Linked DNA regions of Sminthopsis crassicaudata: region 2 is linked to region 1. A link is a contact called in public Hi-C data. All regions are on one chromosome and are shown on one strand. The core of a region is the stretch at or near the end of the contact, and the rest is flanking DNA. Distances in the headings are between cores, read along the strand shown. Region 1 holds the start of PDPR (pyruvate dehydrogenase phosphatase regulatory subunit). Region 2 holds the start of GLG1 (golgi glycoprotein 1).

What was found. Hi-C and Micro-C count contacts between places; a contact is called where the count stands out from the background.
Region 2: a Hi-C map of fibroblasts shows a contact between it and region 1, with 8 times the contacts expected there. The contact joins the promoter of GLG1 here to the promoter of PDPR in region 1. A contact is called at or near these places in 2 of 2 Hi-C or Micro-C datasets (fibroblasts and hippocampus).

Annotation. Positions count from the first base shown.
Region 1 is chr2:41,889,671-41,896,536 of ASM4859323v1, reverse strand. PDPR (pyruvate dehydrogenase phosphatase regulatory subunit) reads left to right here and starts at 4,457. Exons shown (of 18, transcript XM_074285987.1): 1 at 4,457-4,659. It overlaps LOC141554258, which reads left to right and starts at 1,467. Exons shown (of 3, transcript XM_074285989.1): 1 at 1,467-1,700; 2 at 2,394-2,546; 3 at 3,445-4,386. The coding sequence starts at 2,429. The coding sequence ends at 4,208.
Region 2 is chr2:42,053,411-42,060,276 of ASM4859323v1, reverse strand. It overlaps GLG1 (golgi glycoprotein 1), which reads left to right and starts at 4,188. Exons shown (of 26, transcript XM_074285990.1): 1 at 4,188-4,653. The coding sequence starts at 4,219.

The DNA.
Region 1 (6,866 bases), core at 3,208-5,707:
TCATATACGTAAAGCCTTATTTTGTACATTTTATGAGGTTCAGAGTGATCCAAATGTTTCTGAAAGGGGCTGACATTTTACAAAGTGAAAATGAAATGTACACCCTTTATATCATATTGTCTCTGTTATTTTCATTTAAAAATTGATTGAGTCAGAATGTATAGGATAATTATCTGGTAGAATTCTCTCCTTCATCCTTCCCTCCACCCTCAACATGGGTTAGGGTAGCTTTTTCCATGAAAATCAACAAAGCTGTTTCTGGAATTTGGCCCCAGAGGGCTCAAACTGTATCACATAGTGGCACTATGGTGTTAGGTCACCTAGTTTTAGCCCTGACAAAATGGATGGGAAGACTTGAATGTTGTCAATAAATAAGTTTTTACCAAAGAAATATTTTTTTTTTTGTTGAAAGTTTTTTAATTTCCAAAACATGCGTCTTCAACATTAGCCCTTATAAAACCCCAAAGAAATATTTCTAAATATCTTGTAGCGTTAGCATGGAAAGGCAAAAGTAGTAACCCTCTCAGATAGGCAAATGCGATTGAGCATCAAGTTTTTCCTTAAGGTATTCCTAAGAGGTGTTTTATATCGACTATCAGAATGGAACTTTGATATTTTGGGACTAGATATGGACAGTTAATTATCTGGGGTCATAGGGTTTAGATCTTAAGAATTCATTTATTTCTATTCCTCATTTTTCGTAATAAGGAACTGAGGTGGAGGTGAATAAATTAACCCATCACACAGATATTAAGGCTGGCGTTTAGTATAGGCAGGAATTTTGCTACAGCTGCTTCTGTTGGGGCCATGATTGTACTTTAGCCTCTCTCTTATTTCTGGGTGGATTAGTTATCTTTAAAACAAAGACTCTGGAAGTTCAACATGCATTATGGATGTTGTTCTGGGGTCTTTTGTCATTCCCAGTATGGCTTTCCCAGCTCATTTTTTGGGCCTAAAGGTTGTTCTGAGGCTGCTTACTTCAAATGAGAGATTACTTGTAAAGCATTTAGCATTTAAGTGCTGGATAATGCTTGTTTCTTTTACTCTTCTCCTTTCCCTCTCTTCCCTGCCCTCCTCCCCCTCCCCACCCCATATCAAGGACAAAGCCAAGATCAGTTTTAGTCAATCCCACCTAAACCTGATGTTCAAGGAAATTCCTAAAATAAACTGGTGGTCTTTCCCCTGCCCCAAGAAGCCTCTAAACATTTCTATACGGAAGCTTACCAAAGGAAGGATATGAAAAACATTCTAATCTAGCTTTAGTACTCAGATTTCTCTGTAAAAAGAGAGAATTTTACTAAATTATCTTTAAGGTGCTTTTCTGGTATATAATTCCATGAAAATGCAATCATTTAACAAGCATTAATTAAACACTATACAAAGGAAAAGCAAAAACTCCCTGCCCTCAAGGAGTTTGAAATTCAAATGGGCGTGTATTTGTGTGTGTGTTTGTTGGGAACGACCAATCAAGAAAGCGTTTATTAAGTGCTTAGCAGAGTAGGCTTTCTGGAAGGGAAGACTATAAAGGGGTCCCTGCCCAGGACACTAGAAGTACTTGTAGGAGACTGAATGGATGGGAAGTAGCTTTAGAGAGCCATGTATGGTCGTGGTGAGACTGAGGTGAGCTGGCGGGGAGAGTACTCCATCTTCCAGCTGATGTATATTTGACTTGAAAGAAGCAAGGATTCCAAGAGTCTGAGGTAAGTCAGCAGAAAGTGACTGGAGGCATGGAGGTCAGTGAGAGCAAAGGCAGAGGCAAGAAAGGGAGCCTTTGATGTGAGGGCTGCGCTTTGTGGAGTATGTGGGGGACTGGAGCGTGTAGGAGGGAAAATGGAACTAGCTGAAGGTTGTGTAAAATTCCAAATGCTAAATGTAGGATTTTTGTGTGCTCCTAGAAGTAAAAGGGAACCTATTTGTTGAGTTGGGTTTAGGGGAATGGGGATAACTTTGGCAACTAGAATCCTACTCTTTATAGGAAACTGCCTGGAACCCTCTTAAATCCAGCGCTTTCCCTCTTTTCATTACTTTCTATTTATCCCATAGTTTGTATAGAATTGTTTGCATGTTGTTTCTACCATTAGATTGTAAGCTCCCGGAAGGCAAACTCAGCTTTTTTTTTTTTTTTTTACATCCATTGGTTAGCACAATGTCTAGCTCACGGTAGGCATTTAATGCTATTATTGACTGGCACAAAATAGATCAGAAAGGAGCAGGCTAAATAATCATGATCTAAGCGAAAAGTGATAAGGGTGTGCTCTAAGGTAGTGACTGTGTTAGGAGAGAACAGAATCCTAAGGACTAATGGAGTCAACGCGGGGCCCAAAGAGTGAGTAACACAAAAGTCTGGGTTGTTTTATGGCTTCTTGCCCTTTGAGTGATGTGTTCATTTCTAGACAGCCCTCTGAAGAGCGTGGATGAAACCTCCCAGATGGACGCCAGGCCGATAAGTAATTTTCAGGCCAGGCTGGCAGCTCTGAATTCTAACTTGCACCGGCCAGAGAGGAATCCATTTTTATATGGAGGTGTTGCCCTGGAGTTTATAACAGGTACCGGTGGCTGCAGGACTGGATGTGATGCTAGGGACGGGTCTTGTTTTCCAATTGCCCTTGGGTGATACGTCACCCTGTCTGCGGGCGACCACACTGAACCTCAGCCGGACGGCCTAAAATAGGAACACAAGTTGAACTTCGTTCTTTCTCGGGAAAAAGACAATCCAGTGGGAAAACATGTGGGGCCAAATATTAAACTATCTAAAAAGTATTATATTATAAGAGAAAGACCTTAGTGGAAGCTTCCCTAGCAGAATGGAACGGCCCTCCGTCCTAACGTCAGCAATTGATGGAATTTGTGTTTGAGGTACTTCAGGTGGGGGCAGAGGGCGGGCTACTTAAGCCGGAAAGAGGTGCTCAGTTTAGTTGTGTTTTTTTTAAAGGGGAAAGGTTGGAGGAATAAAAATGAATTCCATTTCATACATCTTAAACTGTTGTAAATATCAGTGGGAAGCTGTAATACCGGAGTCGGCCTTCCCAGGGGATGAGCGGCGGGATAAGATTCACTGACAGATAATTGAAAGTGTCCTTCGTGATTGAGGTCTGAGGATGGGAGCCGAGAGGGGCACGTCCACGATTAGCTCCCGGATGGGGGATCGAGTGCGGAGGAGGGTTTTCACTTTTTTTTTTGAGCCTCGGGATCCCCATTTGGCAGTAAAGATAATGTCTTCTGATTGTTTTTACTGGCATAAATTAAAATGCATACAGGGGCTACCAATTATATTTGGCCGTCGGTCATTACGGGAGTGCCCTTATGGCAGTGCCTGAGGGCAGGAGCCAGGGTAGGGGGGTGTTCCTTGGGCCCCGTAAGCCGCCGGCTGCTTAATGACGCCCTGCTCGCCGCGGGGTTAGGACGCCGCTCCTCACCCATCCCCCCATTCCCTTGTTTCCGCAGCCCAGGAGGAGCGCGCCGCCCAGAGGGTCCTGAGCAACCTCCCGCCCATGGTGCTGAGCTGCATCCGAATGGAGAGCGGCACGGGCTTCCCGCGGCTCCTGGCGGCCGCTTTCCAATGCAGCGCAGACCTCAAGACGGCGGTGCAACTTCTATTGCTGCAGCGGGCCCCAGAAGGCCTAAATTGGGACAGGCTGCTGGCGATAGAGCGCCAGTGCAACCTCTGGACGCGGGAAGCTTTCTACGTCATGAACGGCGTGCAGCTACAAGAAGGCAGCAAACTGCTACAGAGTCACGTGGTGAGCCGGTCCTTGGATCTCTGGCGGAGAAATCAGATGGCCGTGGCCGCTGCCACCGCCTCAGCCGCCACCCACAGGTGGGGCTTGCATCCGTCCGCGCCTGTGCGGAGAGGCTGGGGCCCGTCTCCGTCTGCGCCTGCTCCAAGGGGTGGGCACCGGTCTGCATCTCAGCTTGCCCCTAGGGGCCTGGGCCAGCTTTTGCCTGCACTTGCACCGAGGCATGGATGCCCGCTTACTCCTGGGACTGCGCCTGCACTGAGGCAGGGGTGCCCGCCTAATTCTGGGCCGGCGCCTGCCCTCGAGCACGGGTACCCGCCTAATTCTGGGCCGGCGCCTGCCCTCGAGCACGGGTGCCCGCCTAATTCTGGGCCGGCGCCTGCCCTCGACCACGGGTGCCCGCCTAATTCTGGGCCGGCGCCGACATACCCGCATTGTACTGGGTGTTGTGACCCCGCATTAAACATGTAACGGTATTTTAAAAAACATTTTTATCAATAAAGTTTGTCGTGATTTTTAAGAAGAGACGTGTTCAAACGCTAATGGCTCAACTCAAAAAGCGGGGCCGCTGAAGACTTCGGGTCTGCAAGGTTGCTGAGGGAAGAGGAAAACAGGTCCGGCGGCTCCGCACGTGGGGCCCGCTCCGGAACCCAAACAATACCACGTGGTGAGGCTGGGCGGGGCCGGCGGCGTGACGGCACGCGCACGGGACGGCCGCCGCCGTACCCTTGCAGAAGGGGCCGTAAAGCGCGAAAGGTCGGGAGCTCGGGCTCCTCGTCCTCGGCTCGTCCTCTCTTCGCGCGCCCCCTTTCCACCCCTCACCCCCGAAACGGAGCTGTCTCTCGGAGCCCTTTCGCCGCCGCCAGCTGCTCGCCCCCTGGCGGGGAGTCCCAAGGCGCGGAGCCCGCGGCGGGGCCGTGAGGTAAGGTGGGGCCCGCGAGCCTCCTTCCGTCTCCTCTTTTGGGCTCCCGGCCCCCGCGCGCCCTCAACGGCCCCGCCCCGCGCCCTTGCCCCGGCCCCGCCCTCGCCGCCGGCTCGAGATTAAGTTCCCCCCACCCCCGCGGGCTGGAGGTCGGGTTCCCCTCTCACCCCACCCCCTGCCTCCGCGTTGGCGGGGCCGCTGTTACCTGTTAGCGTCCTTAGAGACTCAGCTTCGGCTGGTCCGGGCCCGCGGAATAACTCCTGTGCCTGCAGCGGGGCCCTCCTCCCCCAGCTCTGGATCCGAGCTCCGGCGCCCCCTCCTTGGCCAGCACTGGGGTTTACGACGCTCTTCCTAACCGGACCCTCCCCCGAGGCCTCGGGGCTGCCTGTGGGAACTTGGAATAAGCCATTGTTTGGAGGCGGGGAAGCCCCCCCATTGTTGTAGCCCTCGGACTTCTAGATCTCCAGATCGGAAAAGTTCCTGGTTTGTCCTCGTCGAGGTGGGCCGCGAAGTCCTGGGAGCGCTGATAGAATACGCGGTTCTGGACCACTTGTTCCCCTTTTCCTTTACGTCCGGTACTTAAACAGCTTGTGGATTGGATTTTTGGTTGTTTGCTTTCAGTTTAGGCAATTTTAAATAGTCCCAAGACGGACTGTTGAAGCAAAAAAAAAAAAAAAAAATCTCAAAAAAAAAAAAAGTTAAAAATGGATATTAAAAACTACTACAAGAAAGTTAAAAGGGGAACTGGGTTTTGTACATTTCCTACAGCGTTATGACAACTCATATATTTAACTCATATACGGTCAACTCTTCCCTCTGTGGCCATCTCTTCAGAAAGTTTCTATGGAACATCTGTCTAGTCCAAACCATCGGGCTCTTTCCCTTGAAATATCATTTAGGACGCCGGACTTAGACAAATAGAATCCCGCTGGACACGCTCTGCTTTCTTTCCTTTTAATTCCGGTCTGATTGTGTTCAGTTTCCCTTTTCTATCACAAATTCGCGGCTGCGTTTGCAGCTGCAGCCGACGGTCGTTCCACAGTCCGCCTGGCTTATTTTGGACGTGCCGTTGAATGGAGACTTTTTCCAGCGGCACTGTGGGCGAATTATTCAGTATAAATGTCTTTGCTTTTCTTCTGGCTTGTTCTCGCTCCCGGAATTCTTCTTTGCGTTGAAGGTCTTTGACCTTTATATTTTACTTCAGAAGAATGGCCTAATCTTCAGTCTCTGCTCCTGTATATATGGGGGAGGGGGCGGATGTGTCTCTTCCAGAACTTTGGGCACTTGGGCTTCTGTCACAAATTCAATGTAAGTCGTTCCCATCTTTGAGACCGATTGAATTCAAAAGCTTCTTCAAACATTCCTTTAGTTTCTCCTGCATAATTGTGTAAAACAGGTTCTTTGCATGATATCTTTTTAATTTATTTTGCTTTTTCCTATTTAATTTCAGTCAAGGATTTTCAGGTTGCTGCCAACAGCTTTTTCCCAGCTGTCATCACATTCAGCTTCCTTATCACAAAATTGCCGGATGTGACAGCTTGGCATCCCCGTCTACAGTGATCGGGCTTTGCGGAAGAGTCAGTGGTGTCCGTTTTTAGTTCAGAAGAACTTTTGGTGAAAACCTGAATTCTGACAAAGAGATTAAAAGCCTCTAGGTTTTTTCCTTGGCTTGGGAGTTTCACTCTTTCTCAATTTCCTTTTTGCTCTGCAGCTGCTTCTTTGGCAGATGTGACTCCTCAGTTTTGTGCTCATCTCCGCGCTTCTTCCTCAGGCAGCTTCGTCCTCCACGGCCTCCTCTTTAGCCTTGTCTGGCTGCGCTTGCCCATCTTTTCATCACTTTGGCGGCTTCAGAGTCTTTGCCCCATCTTCTTCTGTTCAATCTTGGCATTGTCTTTTTTTTTTTTTGGCTACATTTTAGTTGGAACACCTTTTGTGACAATTATGTTGTCAGGGCTTGGGCTGCTTTCTTGACGGGGGAGCTGCTGTCCCTGCTGGAGCTCGGACTTCCTTACTAGGCAAGTGTGGCCAGGGGGCTTGCTTGCTTGGTGGTGCCTTCTTTCCTTTCTTCTGATGCTCCCCTCACCATCTTCTGACATCTTCTTCCTCGCTCTCTTCCCTCTGCTTTGGGGCAGGGCCTGTTTTCTTGGACTCCTCGATTTTTAGTAACCTTACCTTGATGTTCTGGAGAAGGCGCCCCATCTTCAGGA
Region 2 (6,866 bases), core at 2,939-5,438, 160 kb before region 1:
CTTTTTGCAAAAAACTTCCCAATCTCCCTTAATTTTAGGGACTTCCCGGGAACCATAGTTTCTCCAGTTTTTTTTTTGCATGCCTCCTGCAGTCCCTGGTCCAAGGTCACCATGGCCAGACTCCTGGATCTAGTGGGGGTGAGTGGGGATTGTGCTTTATGGGAATTGAGCTAACCTTGGAACCTAATCTCCTTTCCCTCCCCCAAGACTAAGATGATATGGGTAAGGTAGGAATAGGAGGGGAAGAGGAATTGTGCCTCCCATATGTTGGGGGTAACAAATTGGTATATTTGTGATTATTGCTTTTTCAGTAAATTTTCCTTTGTAAAAGCTAAAAAAAAAATTCAGTGTCTTCCTTCTCAGATTACTTCCAATTTTTTTTTTTTTTTTTTTTTTTTGCTTATAAACAGTTGTTGGCTTGCTTTCTCCCTATTAGACAAAGGGCTCCTTGAGAGTATGGACTAGGTTTTGCTTTTCTATATATTTCCCAGTGCTTAGCACAGTGCCTAGTACATCGAAATTTCTCAATAAATGCCTGTTAACTGATTGATTGTCTGACTGTAGTCTATAATATGAGCAAAAACATAAAATCTCCACAACAGCCTTCATTAACTGGGGTCCTGAATTAAACAGATTTTTTTTTCTGCCTCTTCCCACCAGGGGAAAATAGGAAGTGACACTAATTCATTCATTTATTCAACAAATATTTAGTTTGTCCAGAAAACAATCTGAGGAGATTAATTAAAAACAAACAAAAACATCTTTCAGGGAATACACTGGATTCAGTGCTGACTCAGCTCAATTTCTCAGTTTCCTTCCATTTCCTAACAAAGACTCTAAAGTTTTACAAGACCCTCCATCAGAAAAGAAAGCTTCACTGGTGTTCAGAACACTGAGTTTTGCTGAAACACAAAAATGACGGCATTGTAGAAAGAAATCCAATGACATAGGTTAAAACAAAGGATTTCTGGAAGATGCTCGGGAAAATCCAACTCACAAAGTCCAGGGGCATTCTTATTCATGTCAGATTTGCTTTTATTGGGTAATTCCAAGGCCAGCCTTTGGGAAAGGGGAACCACAGTGGTCAAGAATAGAGTACATCACTGTCGGGTAGGGGTCAACCACCAATAAATACACTCACTCCTCAAGAGATTTACTTCTTTCCAGTGTATATCGAATACTTCCAAACCCTCCTCTTACATACTTATTCCCAGATGTGGAGTTCTCCATCAATACCACTGGCTTGATTCAAGGTCAGAGACTTACTATCTTATCTTATTATCTCATCACCTTGGGCAAGCCACAACGTCTTAGTTTCATTTTCCTTCACTGTAAAATTTGGGGGTTGGAAAGAGGGCTGGTTCTGTAGTGGGAGGACTTGGGAGCTTAGCTGCGTCTCCTAGATAAGTCACACCTCACTGGGTCTCTGTAGAGTGAGAGGATTGGACTGGACGGCCTCTGAGGTCTCCCCCAGCTCCGTTTAGGTCTTGGTGATTTCTAACGTTTCCTTCTTGCTTTAAATCCCATGACTGTGGTTATCTGCCATCTCTGTTCAGAGAGCTCTGCAGCTCTGCTGGGACACTGCCAGCAGAGAGGGTGCAGGCTTGACTGAGGTTAGCCAGACGAAAACTCAAGAGTCCAACATGTAATGGTCAGAAATAAATGCCATTGACTCGTCTGGCTCGCCGGCCTGTGCCACCCAGGGACTGGCATTTCCAGTGACTGTCCTGGGGGTGCATGAACAAGCAGATGTGGAGAGATTGTGGACAGACTCAGCATAATATTCTGGGTCACTTATCATCCTGGAGGTCAGTTATCAGCCTGCAGTCAGGAAATACTACACCCAAGTTACTGATCTTCACTGCAGACAAGAAGGTCAAGAAACTGTCTGAACTCTCCAATCTTGGCAGTACCAACAAAGAAGGGAGGAAAAACACAGATTAGAGGCCACTGACTTACTGAGGGCTGGCTGGCTTAGCTCCTTATCAACCTGCCACCCGCAGTCCAAATCAAAATCACTCTCTTCTGGCACTGGAAGACACAGTGATTGTGGAGGGGATGTGATAGAGAACAAAAAGCAGAGTCTGGCTCACTTGGAAAAGATTTTGCCCTTTCTGGGCCTCAGTAAATAAATTGGGCTGATTGATATCTAAAGATTTTTCAGCTGGAACATTCTCCCACTGCATCAGGGGCCTTTTCCAGGTATTCTGACCTGTATCTTCTCACTGGATCCAGATGGTTTTGGAGGGGAGAGACTGATGACTTTGCACACTTAACCCTGGGGAGTCAAGACATCAGCTTCCTTTGTCTTTGGTTTTCTTGGGGAAGGAAGGCCATGCCCCAGTCCACTCAATGATCCCATTTGCTACAGACGGGGAAGAAAACGATGAAGGGGAACATGGGACAAGAAGAGGTGACCTGAAGTGATGGGGAGCCCCAGGTCAGAATGGCGAGAAGTTATTCCTGTAAACAGAGCTTCTGACAATTTTACTCTTCCCCAATTAGAGTGTAAAGTTCTAGAGGCAGGGACTATATTTTCCTGTGGTTTTTTATCTAGCACAAAATGTCCAGTCTCAAAAATAGTAAAACCTTGAGAAAATATCTCTAGAACGATGAGCAAGCATTGAGACTACTATGTGCTCAATATCAGGATACAAAAACAAAAAACCCAAAAGAATAAAAATGAATAAATTCAAAATAATGTGAATTCACCAACTGGTGGACAGAAAAAATGGTAAATTGGAAAAACCAAGGAATTGGGAGTTTCAGCTCTGTCACTGGCTGCGGCGGTGTGACTGTGACTGGCAAAGCCCCTTAGTTTCTGTGACACAGTTACCTAATTGGTCAAATGAGTGATGTTATTGTATAATTACTGAACACTTGATGTGGGCGTGGCCAAAATGAAGTTGAGAGTCTTGAATTTATAAATTTTAAATAACTTTTTTTTTAAAATGGAAAAAACTTGTCCAGAAGCGTTCCAAACACTTTATACATTTTACTTTCTTTCCTTTTAAATTTTTTCTTGGGGGATTGGGCCGGGGCAGACACTTCTAGGTTCTGGCTCCTGTTCTACCCGCCCAGAGAGAGGGAGTAGCCAACTGAAAGCCACCCCTACCCCATGCCTTGGGCTCACTCTGACCAGAACTCTGGGAAATCCGAAACCGAGTGGTGCCGGTTCCTTTCCTCTCCGGGCCCTGCCAGGGGAGCACAGACTAAAGTCCGAAAGACATTTTCTGTCACTGGCAGCAGACAAAGCCGGGCTTGGAATCGGGAAATCTCGGGTTCCAAGTCTTTCTCAGATGCTCGCCAGGCAGGTCACTCCATTATTCTGTGCCCCTACGTCCTCGCCCGGAAATGAGAATAATAGAAGCTGCCCCCAGGATTGATGCGAGGACAAATGAGGTATTTGTAGAGTTGGGTATCTTAAGGAGCTCCAAATGCCAGCTATTTTACGATCGGATTTAGGGGCGTGCAGGACAAGGTCTGATGGTTAAATGTTCAGTGTGAGCATTTTTACCCAACGCTACAAATCGGGGTTTGACTTTTGTTCACTGTTTAGACTTTAGTGATGGAGAAAATGTAAGTGAAGCGGAATAAACTTGAATAAAAAATAATAGAACAAAAGTGAGTCGTGTATGCATCTCTCCTCCCCCTCAAATTGCCGGTTGTTAAATTTTAGCAGCAGGATCATAATCCACATGCCAATTATAAGACGCCTAGAGCCCGGGAGCCCTCGGGTTCCACGAAATACACTGGGAGCAGGTGGCGAGGAACTTGCGGGAGAATTCCGGGAGGCTCTCGCACACCCCCCCTCCCGGGGCAGGAGGAACTGGATTGTCAGGGAAATCGCTGTACACATAAAGTTGTTGTTTTTTCATGTTGCCTCCAGCAGCTGTGCGATGTGGCAGCCATCTTGGGAGAGGCACCAAGTAACAGCAGTCAGAGAATCACCCACAACTTCGACTCGGCATTCTCCCTCGCTGCTTCCTTTCCTCAGTTTACCAAAAAGTAACTTAAGAGGACCACGGTCTTCTCCAGGTTCGCTTTAGGCGCCGCCATCTTGAATGTGGCATTACCCTTTCTCCCCGTAACCTTTCTCCTGCGCCGCTAGGCCGCTCCCCATTCGCCGGGGGCGACGGCGGCGCTCGCCCCCGTGGCCCCGCCCCTCATTTAAATACGTGGCGGCGCCGGGTACGTCGAGGCTGCCGCGGACCCAAGATGGCGGCGTGTGGACGTGTACGGAGGATGTTCCCCTTGTCCGCGGCTCTGCCGCTGCTTCTACTCGTGGCGGTGCGGGCCCAGAAGTCCCAGAACCTGGGAGCCCTCCACCAGCCTCTGGGGCTGGGCTTCAAGGGCTTCGGCGAGGGCGCGGAGCCGCCGGCTCAGGCGCACGCCCAGCAGCCGCCTCAGCAGCAGCCGCAGCCGCAGGCGCCGCAGCAGCAGCCTCAGCAGCCTCAGCAGCAGCAGCAGCAGCCGCCGCCGCAGCCCTTCCCGGCTGGAGCCGGCCCGGCCCGGCGGGGCGGCGCGGGGCCCAGCGGCGGCTGGAAGCTGGCGGAGGAGGAGACGTGTCGGGAAGACGTGACCCGGGTGTGCCCCAAGCACACTTGGAGCAACAACCTGGCCGTGCTGGAGTGTCTGCAGGATGTGCGGGAGGTGAGTCCGCGGGAAGACGCGGAGGCACGGGCCGGGCCGGGGACAGGCCCAGGCGAGCCCCAGGCCATCCCGCCCGGCGCCGGGGGCCGGCGCCCGCGCGCGCTCCCTCCTTCCCGAGGCCCCGGCTCGGGCTCGGTGCTGGGGGAGGGGGCGGTGTCCGACGGGCGGCTGGCCGGCGGAACCTGGCCGAGTCCGGTCCCTTCCCTCCGGCCTTTTGTGTGCCCGCAGGCGCGCTCGGAGCGGCTCGCGGGGCGCGCGCCTCGGGGCTTGTCAATTTCCTCCCCTCCCCTTCCCCCACTGACAGCTCGAGGAAGTCCCTTTAAAGCCCAAGAAGCCGCTACTTTGTTGGTGGGGGAGGCTCCTCCGCCGGGCGAGCGCTTCCTCTTGGGAGCCCGGTCCCCTGCAGCGCCAGGGGTGGGCTAGGGCCCCGGGACACCCGGCGACGATTAGAGTTGGAGCCGCGCTCAGGACCCTCGGATTTGTGAAGCGCTTTAGTGTGCACGTGGACCGCCTTCTTCTCTCCCCTGTCTTCTTTCCCTGGCCCCTACCTCCGAGGGGAGGCGTAGGTGTGCAGTGAGCTTTTACTGCTCTGGAAACCTAGGCCCGCAGCGGTGAGGGGCCCTTGCCCGGGATGCTGTGATTATCCAGGCTTTTACTGGTGGGGAGACTGAGGCCGGCAGCGGTGAGGGGCCCTTGTTGCTGTTGTTATCCTAGTTTTACATGTGGGGAGACTGAGGCCGGCAGCGGAGAGAGACCTTTGCCAGAAATCTCATAGCGAGCAGTTAAGGCAAGAGGGGAAGACTTGTCTCGGCTATTATTCAGCCCTACAGTCTCTTAACTATCCTTTTCTAGGTCTGTGAGGATGCAGCCCAGAAGCATGAGAGGTTGGTGCTGCTGCTGAAAATGAAACAGAACTGGGGCTTCGAGGTTATAAATCGTGGGATGCCTGTTTTCCTGCTTCCAAATTTAGTTTTAGTTCTCTGTTGGTAACTTCATGATGGATAGTCAGAAAATTGTTGATATTATTAAATTAAATTAATAAATTGGTCCATACTGGGCATTTTTCTCTTTTCTGCCGAGGTCATGATGCGGACATAGAGATGCATGGTGGACTGTTTAATTATTGGCTACGGGAGGCTAAGCTAACGGGGATATTAGTTTGTTGGAGCAGCTGATCTGTAGTTGAGAGAAAGCATCCTGCATAATTGGAGGTGTTTAATTTCCTCCTCTACTCGGCCCTTTAGGCTAAGGACCATTTTCAAAGTGTTATCTGGTTGTGGGAAGCTGCTGAGTGTAACCGATTACTGACGAGCTTGGAATCTGGAAAACCAGCTAGTCATTGACTGCTCTCTGCCTCGGGCCACGGGCTCTGCTCTGAGTTGTGATCAGTTGATGACCTTCTTTAGTTAGGGAGTTTCCCTTTTTTGGGAGGTGAGGATTCCCACACAAACGAAATCAACAAGATAACAATTTTTTACTTAGGAAGACAATAGTTTTAGAGATTAGGAGATTTATTCCTAGATAAATTTGGTCTTTCTCCAGCAATTTAAGTTTAGAATTTTGTAAAAATGAGAAAAGCTTATATATGAATAACGCTTTCTTGTTTATAGAATACATTATGTATATTTTCATTTGCTCTTCCTAACTGGCAATTGTTGTGATTTCCCCCCCTTTTACTTTTCATGAATTGTTTTTGTTAGAGTAGGTAGTGAGTGAGATTTTTAACTATAGCAGCTTCAGAGGTTTGGAGACTAGTAGAAACAATTAAATGTGCTTTGGATTTTTGTTGATCCTCTGGTGTATTCTCTTAGGATTCTTTGATTTCACCCCCCCCCTCCATAATTAGGTGTGTAGATGATTTTCCTCAAACTGATCTTCCTTCAGTGATTTCCATATCTATTAATGGTGTCATTTGCTTCCGTTGTTAAGCAGAATCAAAGGATTTTATATGTGTATGCTGATAGGGAAGCAGACCCTTTCTGCCTTCCTTTTCCTCCCCACCCTGGATGTGCTAAAAGACCTGTGGTTTTGTTAGTGTGTGAACTTCCTCCACTAAAGCAAATTGCGATCGGTTTATAACTTTTATACTCTTTGAGAATTGTGTGAGGTCTTGGTGATCCCGCTGCTGACCGGGAGAGGGGAGTGTTAGAACTGAAGTTTGGGGCCTCCCAGGCTGGCACTCTATATGTTCCTTTACATGAAATGCAGTAGGA